Regions from separate parts of the Sus scrofa genome. Here region 1 is linked to region 2. Evidence: chromatin contacts called from public Hi-C data. All regions are on one chromosome and are shown on one strand. Each heading gives the region's core, a stretch centred on a gene start, on an enhancer-like site or on the middle of the called end of the contact. The rest is flanking DNA. Distances are from core to core; before and after follow the strand shown.

Region 1 (2,898 bases), core at 38-2,537, 230 kb after region 2:
CTGGAAAAGTACACAATGACCTATTGAAAATGGTTATAAATCTGAGTTACTAAAGTGCTGGGATGAGGGGAATTTCACTTTTTTTTTAATGTACTTGTGTAGTGTTTGCAATTATTTTTCATCACAATGATTTTATAATGTTAAGAAAGAAAAGAAATTATAATTGCCAGATAATTCCAATCTTTGACCAAAAAGAAAGAACTTGGGTTAAGAGAATTGCTTTAAAAGAAGACATATTTATCTTTGCCCCCTACTTATTAATTTTATCTGAAATATTTATTTCAATGATTTCTCTGTGGTTATTTTAAATTCATTGTGTTTAATTTATAGTGTTTACTGGAGTTTAGTGAAAAACTATTTTGTAACTATCTTCGGCTGGGATTTATCTAGTGTAGTATCTTCCCCAATGAATTGACTGTGAGTGGGGAATTAGTAAAGCAGATAACAGATCTGGAGAGTAGTCTGTGGCTTTACTTATCTCCACAGGAAACCTTATTTCATATTGATAAAGTTTGAAATCTTTCCTGTAGCTCTTCCTGATTGTTCATTGTTGTTACCATTTTAATGAGAGGTAGAAATGAGCCAAACCAACCTGCTTTTTTCCTTCTACTAGGAAGGTCAAAGAAAATTCCTCAACCCAAATAAACAAGTGAATGTGGATAGAATCTGACTCTGACTCAACATGCCCAGTTAATTGCTTCCAAACATTAAAATACATTCTCAAGAAACCCCCCCACATAATAATAGTAGTAAAAAATCAACTGGTGAAGAATAATTAGGTGAGAAGTGAGCTGGCTAGAACACATCTTTGCTTAAACCCCGTTTAAGTTAACATTAATATTTGCCATCTATACTCTATTATAAATCAGGATTTATTGGAGAAATATACCAAAGATAGCACAATAATAAAGAAAACAGATTCATCTCAGGTTTTGAAATGTACCTAACAAACTCAACCTCTTGCAAAATAACTTTCTTATTCAAAATGGAACTGGGAATTGTTCAGCACACAATGAATCATCTTTTGGCAAGTACAATAGAATCTTTAGGGACATTTCACAGTCTCTTGTTCAATTGTTAGGATGTTTTTAGCTTTCACAGGTAGGGAAGAAGGTAGCTTGTATAACCATCATCTTGTTGCTAAAATTGTGCAGTAAAGATTTTTCAGAGTTGCTGTTGCAATAGATCTTTTTGCTTTTTTTTTCTTCCTGTTTCTTTACCCAGAGTTGCTTTGTCTCTCAAAAACAATCTGGAATTACTTAGTGCTAATGTTTTCTGGTTTTACTATTTACCCAGGACTCAAATGTTAAACATTAATGTGGGAAACTCCCTTTTCCTTACCTCATAGTCCTATATTTATTTAACTGTCATTTTGCAAAAGAAAATCCACATCTTTCTCTCTCTGTGTTAATGTATTCTTTTTATTGACAAACATATTTTGTTTGTTTTTGTATTTGCTTTTTTTTTTTCAGGAGGCTTTAGAGCCACCCCTGGATGATTCTGAAGTGACAGAGACTGACACGGCAACTGAAGTGATTAAATATGAATATCATGTCTTATATTCCTGCAGCTACCAAGTGCCTGTGCTTTACTTTAGGGCAAGCTTTTTAGGTAAGACCATGTTGGAAGCTAAATGTAAATTCATAACATTTACATATAAGGCAGAAAGCAGATTTGGAAAATTATTCTTGAGAGAAAAAAATAGAGTTAAAAATAAGAAAACTGTGGGTGAGGTAAGGCTTTACCAGTAAATTTTCTCATGCTTTAGAAAGAGTATCGAGACTTGAGAGTGAATGATATCATCCCAGCCTTAAGTCTGATCTTCAGATTCTTGGCCTCCTGCCCAACGTTGACTAAGCCCCCCTGGCCCTTTTTCTTTTCTTTACTTTAAACAAGTAGGAACAACTTAAAGCTACAAGGTTTATTTACTCTAACTTTACGGTAAAGATTTCTTTCCATCTCAAGTGATCCCATTAACTCAAAAGTACCCATGTCTCCTTCCCCAAGCACTAATTATTATTTCAGGAACTGTTTATCAATCCGTTTAAGCTGTATTTTAAAATAGCGCTAACATTTCCTTCAGCCATCTATACATCTCTGATGCCTCAGCTTCCTGCCATGCTGTTACTCAACTCATTCCCTTTGCCAAGGTGGAACACCCTGTCTCCTCTGAGGCCTTGGCTAATAAAGCTTATTTAATCAGCAGCCGCGTGGAGTCCTCACCCTGCAGTGCTGCTGGGACTCCCCACTTCACATTGTCCTCTGACTAAACTGGGTCAGCATTTTGAGGCCCCTCCACCCTGGACTCAGGGACAAGAAGAGCCACTTCCCCAGCCCACCCTCCCCTGTTTCTCGTTTTCTATCTGGACTTAGCAGCCTTTTGCATTTTGAACAGCCTTCTAACCTTTTCTGGATAGCTAAGACATCTGAATTTAGCCAGTGATATTTTATTTTTAATTAAAAAGTAGCTTAAGCTGCTTTGAATGTGTATTTGGTAGATTTAATCACTTGCTGCCTTATATTGTTTAATGGTCTCTAATTTTGCAGTGTTGGCGGTTTAACAAGCACTTAGGATTTAAAACACAAGAACAAATTCTCATAGACTCCCTGGTGAGAAGATTTTAATCTGAGGTGCAGTTCCTAAGAACTGACAATTTGGGGTAAATTTTCAGCATGGGACATGGGGAATTGAGGACACTGATAGTTCACTAATTCACAAACTCTTGCTGCAGATTTGTCCATATGATTATTATAGGTGTTTAAAACACTCACCTTATCGTAATGCTGCTTGGTTTGGATCCCAGAGGTTAAAGGAAGTTTCTTGTCAGTGAGCTGTGTTATACTAAAAAGTAGAAGGAGATACATTTATTTGCTGGGGTGGGGGGAGGAAAATGTCCT
Region 2 (2,700 bases), core at 145-2,644:
GAGAAAACCACCCAGAGCTACCAGGAGCTGGCAGCAAGGTTCCGGTTGGCCTAGGTCTCCAAATAAAAACAATTTGCCTAGGTCTAGGAAAGCCCTTATTCTGCATAATGACATGGAATTTGAAATGTGAATCAAACCTTGCAAAGGAATGCAACTCTTTTTTTCCCACTCCCCAAGGCCATTCTACCATTCTTAGAGGGGGACAGGTGGGTCAGAGGAAGGTTTAAAATTTTTGCCCCTTTACTAAAATTTGAAAAGTGTCAACCACCTCTCCTGCCATCCCTGCCCCCAATGCTCAAAGTGTTCAAAACTAAAAGATGCAGCATCTTTTCAGCGAGTAATCAGCACAAGTTGAAAGGCACATGCTGTTGCATTTCTGATCAGATTGTATGTTAAGCAGGAAAATATCCCCCCCTCTTTCCCCCACTTTTTTTTTTTTTTTTGGCTAAATGCTTGTCTGTTTAAAGAAGCCACTAGGCAGTGCCTCTCACTTTGTCTTGGCAGGGCACAACCATCAGACGAAGTGGGAGGAAGAAACATTAACTTCAACAGCTGTTTCTTGACCCCGGCTGTCAGTCTTCCCAAGAATAAATTTTGGAGAGTCCTATTTGAAACAAAGAGGGAGTTTTGGGGGAGAGAAAAGTTGGTTGGTTCCAGGGCGACCGCCCAAAGGAGCTGGGAACAAGATGTTGGCAGTTACCACGCAGCCTGCCTGCCTCTGCCGGGTGCAGAGATGGAGCAAAGTAACTTGAAAGCTCCCCTCTCGGCGCCCTGTGCCTGCAGCTTCCCCCCCTAACGCGCGCCCAGATCCAGCGCCGGTGGTAAGAGCCGTAGCTCGACTACAGTAATTCCCCAGCTCGGGCGGCTTGAAACTGCTCGGGCTGAATAGCATTTGCTGTTCCGTCCTGTGGCCGCCTCCCGCCGCCGCTGCCGCGCTCCCTGCAAAGCAGCTCTCATTATCCCGGAAGTTGTGCTGACACAGTCTCGCTGCCACCAGAAGTTTGTCAACATCAAACTTCTCCTGTGTGGGGTACGTTCACCTTCCACGAGTATTTAATCGAGCCAACAAGCAAACAAACAAACCCAAATAAACCTGCCCGTGATGTCATGGTCTTTTTTTTTTTTTTTTTTTTTTGCTTTTGCTTTCCTGGAAGGCTGGGGCTGTTAGGAATTTGCTGGTGGGCGCTCAGAGCGCCGGTAGGTTTCTGGGGAAGATAAGGGACAGCCCCCGGATGGGAAGCGGGGAAGGGACCGAGGAGGGCGTGGGGGATGTTGGTGTTAGGGGAAGGGGGCTGGGAGCCCGGGCCAGGGTCAGCGAATTTGTCCTGCAGCCTCTTGCCCACCGCTGGGTTGGAGGATGCACGGACCGGGGCGAAGGTTGTTTCTTTGCGGGCCCACCCCTCAGCAAAGATTACTTGGACGCCGTGGCTGGGCACTTAACGGCGGGAGGGGGGCGGGGGCTGTCTACACTCCCTCTGCGTTGTGAACTCCTGCTGGACAGTTCTACAAACACCTCTCGGGGGCTATCGGAATAAAGGGCATTAGGGTCATAAAATGTATTTGGAGGCTTCGACTGCAACATAAAAGAAATTCCTGCGATATGAGGGCAGGGGCGCACCACCTTTTCTGTCTCTGATGAGTCTGTTCAGATACCTTGATAAAACCATTTCGTCTAAACCGACTCCTTTCCCTGAGCCAAGTCTGCAGGTTCAGAGTTGCTGCTACCCAGCTTGGGTGTTTGTGGTTTCCAGTCGCTTCCCTGCTGAGATACTCTGGCTCTGCGGGGGGGCGGGGGAGGAGGGCGGAGGGAGGAGGAGGAAGAGGAGGATTCTGATTAACCCTTTCCATTCCGTAGTTTTATCTGGGCACCTTTAATCCTTCTCAAACTGGAGAGGACAAGGCCTGACTTGCTGAGTTGTGACGTAGGCATTCAGGATTTGGTGGCATTTGAGGGCCACAGGTTTTTGTGGAGGAGTTGGAACTCAGACGCTGATACTAACTTTTCTCTCTTGTTTGGGAGGCCACTTACTGCATTCAGACCCTGGAGATCAGAGAGAGAGGGTTGCAAGTATCCCCTGTGTAATGTCTGGTCAGATTTGGGCAGCTGAAAGGGTTCAGTGTCCCTAAAATGGGCAGCCCCAAATCTCTCTTGGACTGGAAATCCACTTGTGGATGCAGCAAATTTTTTTTCTATATTCTTCAAAAATAAGTTATAGAGTAAATAACTATCTCTGCAGAGAATATTGCCCATTATCCCACTATGTTATGGTGGGGAGGCTGATTTAATCCTTTTAGGGAGCCAGGTACAGGATTTACTCTTCTTGTTGGTAGGCTGTTATTAACTGTTTTTAGAAAAATTATAACTACAGTCATGAATCTTTGGTAACAAAAAGCAAGACACTTTCTCCTATTTTTCAAACTACCATAAACAGGAAAATTGTGCTAGTCCCAAGGGGCTAGCCTATCTTAAACACAAAATAAAACACAAAGCTAAAAATAAAATCTAAAGAAAATGTAACTGAGGTGTTTCTCTGGCACTGTAAGTTACTTTTGACAAATGCAAATCAAACGGATTCAAATATAGTTTAGAGCAGGCAGTCCTAAAAATAAATAAATAAATAAATAAATAAATAAATAAAAACACACAAAGAAGTGTGCTTTCCTGAAAGTTTAGTCATTCTCTACAGTGAATTTTCCTGT

What was found. A called contact is a pair of places that touch in the nucleus more often than the background predicts.
Region 1: a Hi-C map of fetal skeletal muscle shows a contact between it and region 2, with 3 times the contacts expected there. The contact joins two enhancer-like sites. A contact is called at or near these places in 6 of 47 Hi-C or Micro-C datasets (embryonic fibroblasts, epiblast stem cells, fetal skeletal muscle and 2 more) and 1 of 2 datasets of contacts at active chromatin or transcription factors (skeletal muscle).

The regions. Positions count from the first base shown.
Region 1 is chr2:90,579,179-90,582,076 of Sscrofa11.1, forward strand. It overlaps ATG10 (autophagy related 10), which reads left to right. Exons shown (of 5, transcript NM_001190281.1): 4 at 1,473-1,611. Among named protein-coding and RNA genes, the nearest start is that of RPS23, 100 kb to the right of the region's middle. Within about 2 kb of position 1,288, at least 18 of the 83 cell types and tissues checked have an H3K27ac peak or open chromatin away from gene starts, as enhancers often do. A contact at or near this core is called in fetal skeletal muscle, where this site is marked.
Region 2 is chr2:90,350,442-90,353,141 of Sscrofa11.1, forward strand. LOC110259415 (a long non-coding RNA gene) reads left to right here. Exons shown (of 3, transcript XR_002341792.1): 3 at 505-1,112. Among named protein-coding and RNA genes, the nearest start is that of ATG10, 85 kb to the right of the region's middle. Within about 2 kb of position 1,395, at least 71 of the 83 cell types and tissues checked have an H3K27ac peak or open chromatin away from gene starts, as enhancers often do. A contact at or near this core is called in fetal skeletal muscle, where this site is marked.